Regions from separate parts of the Mus musculus genome. Here region 2 is linked to region 1. The links are chromatin contacts, called in public Hi-C maps. All regions are on one chromosome and are shown on one strand. Each heading gives the region's core, a stretch centred on a gene start, on an enhancer-like site or on the middle of the called end of the contact. The rest is flanking DNA. Distances are from core to core; before and after follow the strand shown. Region 1 overlaps Vwa5b1 (von Willebrand factor A domain containing 5B1). Region 2 has its middle 12 kb from the start of Gm32930.

What was found. A called contact is a pair of places that touch in the nucleus more often than the background predicts.
Region 2: a Hi-C map of cortical neurons shows a contact between it and region 1, with 4 times the contacts expected there. The contact joins two enhancer-like sites. A contact is called at or near these places in 6 of 39 promoter capture datasets (the 3T3-L1 cell line, cranial neural crest, liver and 2 more), 5 of 484 Hi-C or Micro-C datasets (Sertoli cells, cortical neurons, nephron progenitors and 2 more), 2 of 115 datasets of contacts at active chromatin or transcription factors (embryonic basal ganglia and forebrain) and 4 of 9 other capture datasets (adipose tissue, embryonic stem cells, liver and 1 more).

Annotation. Positions count from the first base shown.
Region 1 is chr4:138,580,014-138,584,093 of GRCm38.p6, reverse strand. It overlaps Vwa5b1 (von Willebrand factor A domain containing 5B1), which reads left to right. Exons shown (of 22, transcript NM_029401.1): 15 at 2,314-2,515; 16 at 2,869-3,189. Among named protein-coding and RNA genes, the nearest start is that of Vwa5b1, 42 kb to the left of the region's middle. Within about 2 kb of position 1,338, at least 3 of the 459 cell types and tissues checked have an H3K27ac peak or open chromatin away from gene starts, as enhancers often do. A contact at or near this core is called in cortical neurons, where this site is marked.
Region 2 is chr4:138,849,983-138,853,806 of GRCm38.p6, reverse strand. It overlaps a transcript of Pla2g5 not described here. Among named protein-coding and RNA genes, the nearest start is that of Gm32930, 12 kb to the left of the region's middle. Within about 2 kb of position 2,121, at least 12 of the 459 cell types and tissues checked have an H3K27ac peak or open chromatin away from gene starts, as enhancers often do. A contact at or near this core is called in cortical neurons, where this site is marked.

The DNA.
Region 1 (4,080 bases), core at 89-2,588:
ATCAGGCTCTCTCTGTGCACCCCTGGCTGGCCTGGAACTTGATGCATAGACCAAACTGGCTTAGCAACTCAGATCTGCTTCCCTTGATCCTAAGTGCCGGGACTAAAGGCATGTGCCACGTCACCCCACTGTTTCCAGATTTCTACTCTGATTATCCATATCGTGACAAATACGCACAGCTTGCATGTGTTACTTTGTAACAGATACAACACAGACCCTGTAACCCTGTGGTTCCCCCAGGGTTAAATTTGTAAGAGTAAGATCATTATCTCAGTTCATGGACTTCAATCTGTGGGACACAGCCCACTGCCCCAGTCTGTGCCGACATAAGAGACCTGAACACACTGAGCATCGTCACACATTTAGATATTTACCTGTCTCTAATAAGGAAAAAAAATGTGACTTGTCTTAACTACCATGGCTCTGAACATTTCCACTTGGCTAACTGATGTGTTCAATAAAAACTGCTTGTGGATGAAGGCCCCCACTATTCTAATTTTGTCTTTTCTCTCCAATTACATGCGAGAGAGTTCTTTTTCCTTTTCTTTTCAAGGCCAGAAGAAGAACAATTGTTTATTGAGTACACCTGGAGAGTGCTAGTGAGCTGGGCAGTAGCTAGGGTACCACCTGCAGCTTAGGGCAGTGAGTCACATAAGACGGGGGGATGAGATGTCTTTCTGTGCTCAGAAGAAATATCCCCTGTGTGTAGCTCTGGGGATGTAGTTTGTGTCATGAGGAGGAAGGCAGTCTGGGTAGGCAGGTAAACGATGCTAGACCTTTGTGTGAGTCAGCATGGTAGTACCACCCAGTCTTGTGGCTTCTGCCACGCAAATCAGGGCAGTCATGGTCTGTTACCCAGCCCTGGGCTGCAGTTGTGTGGCATTTAAGGAGCCTGGCCTGGTGCTCCATCACAATCCCTGAATCACACAATGTGGAAGAACTCCTTCCGTGTGAGTCCTCTGTGCACTGCATTGCCCACAAACACACATGGTACAAAAAAAAGAAAGAAAAACATCTAAACAAGCATGTGTTTTTGCAGAAATCAGTGGTTGAGTGGGACTCAGAGGATCCTGAATTCCAAGAGCATTTTCTTTAAAAAAAAAAAAAAAAAAAAAAAAAAAAAGAACTCCATCATACATGTTGCAAGGATATTTCCCATCTACCCCTTGGCTTTCGGATGTTTGTTTATAACAAGCCCAAGAACAGATAGATGAAATTATCAAAACAGACTGTAAAGTCCACAAACAAAGCCAAACACACATGCTAGCTCTGTAAGGATCTTGTATCGAACCGATAAGCTACAGGGAGCCCCGCTGCATTCCATAAACAGCACTGAGGTCTGTGGCATTTGGGAAATCAAAGTTAAAGCTGGTTCCTATCTCCTCACAGGAAAATAGATTGCATATGAATCAAAGCCTTAAAACACACAAACAAAAATAACAAAACTTCTAGAAGATTTTCTTGGGGGTGGGAAAGACCTTTTAAGCACACCATATGGGGAGACATAAGGGGAAGGGCTGGTAATTTTAACTGCACACAAAAAAGGGTTTAAGCTTTCTGCCAGAAAAGAAAGTAGGTCTGGAATTATCCAAGGTACATGGCTCTCTGTGCCTTGCAGTTGACCCGTGGCCTGGAATTTTTCTGGTTTCTGTTTCTCAAGGGTGGTGGGGACTAAGTCAAGGGTCCCTGGGTCCCTGAGAGGCCTGACCTGGAAAGTGCTGTGAAGGAGAGAGAGAGAGAGAGAGAGAGAGAGACAGACAGACAGACAGACAGACAGACAGACAGAGACAGACAGAGAGACAGAGACAAACAGAGACAGAGACAGACAGAGAGACAGAGGGAGACAGAGACAGAGAGACACAGAGAGAGAGACAAAGAGAGAGGCGAGAGAGAGAGAGAGAGAGAGAGAGAGAGAGAGAGAGAGAGAGAGAGGAGGGAGCTGTGGGGGGTGGAGCAGAAGGAGGTTCTTGCCATCATGAGCTTCACCTCCCCTTGTTTCCCCCTCCTCCTTCTTCCATCCTCCTAATTCTCTTCTTCTTCCCTCCTTCTCTTTTTCCTCCTCCCTCCTCCCTTCCCCTCCTCTTCTCCTCCCTCCCTCCTCTCCTCTTCCCTTCCTCTTCATTCCCATCCTACTTATCCCCTCCCCCATTCTCCCTTCTTCCTCTTCATCCCATCCTCATCCCCCTTTCCCTTCCTTGCCATCCTCCCCCTCCTCCTCCTCCTCTTCCTCCTCTTTCTACCCCTCATTCGTCCCTCCTCCTCTTACATTCTCCCTCCTCCCTCCCTTCCCCTGCCCTTTGCTTTCCTCCATAGACCCTACTTAACGAAGGCCATAACCTGAGCCAGGGCCCCAAACTTCATGGCCCAGGAGCCCGCAGGCCTTCCCTACTGCCTCAAGGCTGCCAGCTCATGCGCTTCTTTGACCAGAAGCCCCAGGCCTGGGGCCCTGTGAGAGAGCTGGATTGTGGTGCCAGCCGGACGTCTGCCCCTAACAGCCAAAGCTCTGAAGATCTGGGTAAGTGACCAAGGCCCACGATCCAAGGGGACAGGAAGGCTGTGGCCCAATTTCAGATGACAGAGACAGAGTACCAGTGCCTGTCTCTGTGTCTTTGTGAAACTCTTGCTCTGAGAACCTTCCTGTGCCCACCCCATCTGTTCATCCCCTCAGGGACAGGCTTCCAGAAAGGTGGATTTGTCCCTCTCTGGGACAAGCCCAAGCCACCTGTGCGTTAGCGCATTAGGAAGGATCGGTCTTTAAAGCTGGATGGCCTTTGTGTTTTCTAGAAATGACTGCCCCCAGGGGAGGGATGACATTCTCTGCAAATGGCTGCCTGTTTGGGCTCAGGTTCAGCCCTCTTGTTCTTCCAGCCATAGAGCCAGCCCATTGTCCTTCAACCTTTGAACGGGAGACATCCTTAGACTTGGAGCCCATGGCTGAGTCCGAGGAGCAAGCCAATCCCTGCAGGACTGCCACTCCAAGCCCTGTGGTGGGCAAGGCTTTGGTCAAAGGCCTGTGCGCCAACCAACGCATGCAGTGGGAAGTGAGCTTCGAGCTGGAGCCTCCAGCCCTGAAGAGGGGGGACACACAGAACGCTGACATGTGGAGTGAGACTTTCCACCACCTGGCGGCCCGCGCCATCATCCGAGAATTCGAGCATCTGGCAGAGCGCGAGGACGAGATCGAGCTGGGTGAGCCACCAGGATCAGGGTGGCAGGATTCCCTTTGGCAGCACGGTGCCCTTCTCACTGACCAAGGCCAACCCATTCCAAAGCCCCGCCCACACCCTAAGACCCACCCTCCAGAGACCTAGTGCCACATCTACTGCCCAAGATCCCTTCCCTAATTTTCAGACTCTCACCCACACCCAAAGCCCTCAAAGTCCTTGCTCTGTCTCAGTAACCTAAGGTTAGCCCTAGGTTAGCCTCGCCAACTAGCTCCACACTATGCACAGCTCGCCTCCTTACCACACCTCTGCTGAAGTCAAGTCTCTGTACCACTAGCTGTTTCCTGAGCCTACATTCCACTGTGTCTCACCCCATATTAAATGGAGCTTGGGCCTGAATCCTCAACTTGAGGTGCCCTCCCTTCCTCGGCCCTGGATTTGTCCATCTCTCCCACTCTTCAGATGACCCATCCTCCTCTCTTCCTACCTCCTCCTCTCCTACCACACTTGCCCACCCCCATGCTCCCTCATACCCAGCATTTCTCTGGGTGACTCATATCTGGTTCTGGAGGGTCAACAATGATAGGAGATCCTCTGAGGTTGAACCTTCCCAGAGGGCCCCTAGACCTAGCCTAGATCCTGCCCATTCTCATCAGCCCCAATGACTCCCCCACAGTCAGCGGGGGGCCAGGCTAGGTGTTTGGCCCCACAGACGCCTCCGGAGGGTTGGTTAGCATAGAATAAAGTGAGCACATCCTTTCCCGGGGCACCTGACACTGGCTAAGAGAGGCCAGCATTAATCAAACAATTACACAGCTAATTAAATAAGTCCTGTTCAGAAACGCTTGAATTCCAAGCCCTGTATAGCAGGGATGGGTCGTGAGCTAATTTAGTTCAGGAACTGGGGCAGCCTTTC
Region 2 (3,824 bases), core at 872-3,371, 270 kb before region 1:
GGGGGGCAACATTCCCTAGGCTGTATAAGAAAGCTACCTACACACAGGCCTTCCAGTTAAGCCAGAAAGTGAGCCAGCAAGCAGTGTTCCTCCAGAGACCTGCCCTGACTTCTCCCAACATTAGTCTGGGGCCATGGAAGTGTAAGCTAAGTAAATCCATTCCTCCTCTTAAGTTGTTTTTAGGTCAGAGTGTTGTATAGGAACGGAAAGGAAACTAGAAGGGAGGGGAAGGGGCAAAGACTGCCCTTTAGTTACTGTATGTCCATTATAGATCCCACCTCTGCCTCCCATTGCGTAGGGACTTGGATAGATGGGTTGGGAAGCTTCCTCTGGGGGAGAGAGTGATGCGTTCACAGGGAGGCTCTCAATAGGCTGCCTGCCATCTCCCCGTAGCAGTGGGGAAAGGAAGAGGTCATGGTAGATGAGTGTGACCCTCATAGCCCAGGCCTAATATGTGACCCTAAATTTGGTGATAAAAGCTTATAACTGAAACCGAGTGAATTCAGTGAGAGAGTTGCTGCTGGCGTTTGCAGAGCTGCAATGTGGAACATTCCAGAAGGACCAGACTGCTCACCCAAGAGTGTCACTTTTGGAGGTATGTGTGTGGGAATCCCACACCTTAGAGACAATGAGGTATAATTTTTGATTTGAATGCAGAAGCTTCTAAAAATATTGCAGGATGGAAAATACTGCCTCTAAAAGAGTCCTTACAAGAAGAAGGGAAGCTAGGCAGCTCACGGATGGAAAAATTCCAATCTTGTAAACAGAAAAAAGGATGGATAAGTGTCTGCGTGAAAGGCAAAATTAGTGCTGTTTAAAAGAGCCTGGGGGGCGGGCGAGAGGGCTCAGAGCACCGGTGAGGGGGTTTATAAGCTGAGTGATTCCTGGAACCCACATGGTGGAAAGAGAACTGATTCCCATGGTGGTCCTCTGACCTCCAAATGCAGATCTGTACACAGACACACACACACATACATACACAGACACACATGCACACACATACACACACACACACACACACACACACACATGCACAGGCATACAGACAGATAGGCAGACAGAAAGACACACACAGACACACAGGCAGACAGCCAGACAAACACAGACAGACACACACACAGACAGACACACATACACACACAGACACACACACATAGACACACACAAACACACACACACATAGATACACACACAGACATACACACACACAGACAGAGGATTCCTATGGTCCCATGCCATGTAGTTAGTACAGAGTACCTGCTTGTAACCAGATTTGCTCTGTTTCTGGGGGTCAGGAGAAGTTTAGCCCATAGTGCAAGGTCACAGAGGGGCTATCTGTCACCTTCTCCAGGCTGTATGGGCAGCTGGGTGTGACTTGATCTGTGGGACCATAGCTCCTGACCCAACGCTTCCATCCTGAGCTTTCCTCTCTCCATAATCCCTCCCCCCTGCTTTTCTGCAATTCTCCCTTTGAATGAGAGCTCTTTTTCTATCTCAGACTGGCCTCAGATTGGCAGCCCACAAGCCTCAGCTTCCTGGGTTTATTTATGGGCCTTTGCCACCAAGATGGGTCTCCGCCTGTCTTATCTGTGGCCAACACATGTTCATTGTAAACAATGTCTTACCCCCAAACCTATCAATATTCCTTTAGTGCAAGGTTTAGTGGACAGTTCTTGGCTGATGGTCATTTGTAAAGATTTCTCCTTCAGTAATCCTGAAACGTCCCAATGCTGCGAGCCTTCAATACAGTTCTTCATGCTGTGGTGACCCCCCCCAACCACAAAATTATTTTCCTTGCTACTTCATAGCTATAATTTTGCTACTGCTATGAATTGTAATATTGATATCTGATATGCAACCCCTATGAAAGGGTCATTTGACCCTCAAAGGGGACACAACCCACAGGTTGAGAACCTAAGGCCCAGGCTTAGCCATTTTCCTGGCTAGCATCTTAAAAGGCCCAGTCAAACCTTTAGTTGCAGCTATTCACAGTTCAGACTCCAGGTATTACAAATTCTCAGAGGGAGCTACGATATGGTTTCTATCCTTGGAGAGTCTCAGGGGCACCTGGAAGATAATTTATGCCACCCATCCCAAGCTGCAGGGAGGCCCAGTGCCCAGTAGATGGCAGCATAGGACCGTCCAGCCCCATCTAATGGGGACGTGTGCTGAGTGGGGAAGACTCTGGGTTTCACATTGCCTTTTCTCCCATCTTCACCACCCAAATTACACAAGCCAACATCAGAGGGACAGTTCAGAGCTCTGGGTGGCCGAACATCTTTTCTCAAGAACCTGCAGGTGACATTTTACTACTTTCAAACTTGTGGCACAAAGAAAAAAACAGCTAATCACTTTATATAATAAGGGTGCCTGTCCCCTGTGTGGAGGGGAAGAGAAGAAACTTGCCTCAACCGTAGACGCTTAAATCACACCGAAATTCAGCCATTAGGTTTATTCCGCAAAGAAAGGGGCAAGAGGGTCTGGGGCTCTGTGCTCAGAGATTCATATCACTGGGGCAAATACAAAGGAGAGTCAGGCAGACTTGGATGGGCTGGTTTGCCTCTGGGAAGCAGACAGGTGCTCTCTGGCCAGTGTGAATTTGTGTGCTAAGTGCTGCCCACCGCACACAGAAACTTGTCTGCTGAGGTCTGAGGACTGCAGCCACATCTATCTCCCCCCCGTTCTTAGGTTAGGAAATCTTTCTTCCTGGAAGTGGCAAATGGTTAAGGGATCAGAAGAGCGCATATTCCTTTTCACTAAAAAAAAATCCAAAAGGAATTTCCTATTACAAGGTTTAACTCCTTGTTTGTTGTGATTTGAGGCAGTTCTCATCTGCCTGCCTCTGCTTCCTGGGTGCTGAGATTAGAGTGTATACCTCCACACGCAGCCAAAATCAAATATTTAACACACACGTTGGTTTACATGTGTTGGTCAGAGAAAATAGAGATCTAGGGATAACGGCTCATGTCTGAAATTCCAGCCCTCAGGAGGTCGAGGTGGGAGAGTCATGGCCAACCTCATCTGCCTGGACGACAGAGCGGGATTTTGAAGGGAACAAAAAAAAAAGGAGAAAGGAGAGAGTTTTATTTGGAGAGTTGTTAGTGTCATAGGCAGACAGGAGCATAGTGTAGCTACGGTCTCTCTCTCTCTCTCTCTCTCTCTCTCTCTCTCTCTCTCTCTCTCTCTCTGTATGTGTGTGAGAGAGAGAGACAGAGACAGAACAGGAGCGGGCAAGTGCCAAGCCTTCCCTTAGATACAATGAGGCATTGTTCTTAAAGATTTCTGAGAGACAGAGTGGATCCCACATCAAGAAGTAGCTGACTTAATAACTAACAACACAGTGTGTCTGAGTCAGGTGTCTGGAGTTCAAGAATGGTGGGGGGAGGGGACAGTCCACTCTAGTGAGGGTTTGTATGTGCTTCTGTTTGTGTGTGCTTTTTCATTTACATGCATTTTCATTTGCATGCATTTTATGTGTGTATGCATCTGTCTGTTTATATGTTCTCTGTGAGTTTGTGTGTGAATGCGTGTGTCTGTGCATCTGCACATGTGTGTTCATGGATGTCTGTGTGTTGGTGTCTCTTTGCGGGCATATGCATGCATGCACATTGTGTGTGTTGGTTTTGCATGTGTACACATTATATTTATGTGTGTCTGTGTGCCCTAATGAATTTGTGTGTGAGCTTATGTTTGTGCACACATGTAGGCATGTGTGTGTATACAGGCATATATGTGTTTGTATGTGAACATTTGTATGCTTGTGTGTTCTTGGTGTACGTGTGTACACATGTGTGTGTCTTTTGTGTGCATGTGTGGGTTTCTTT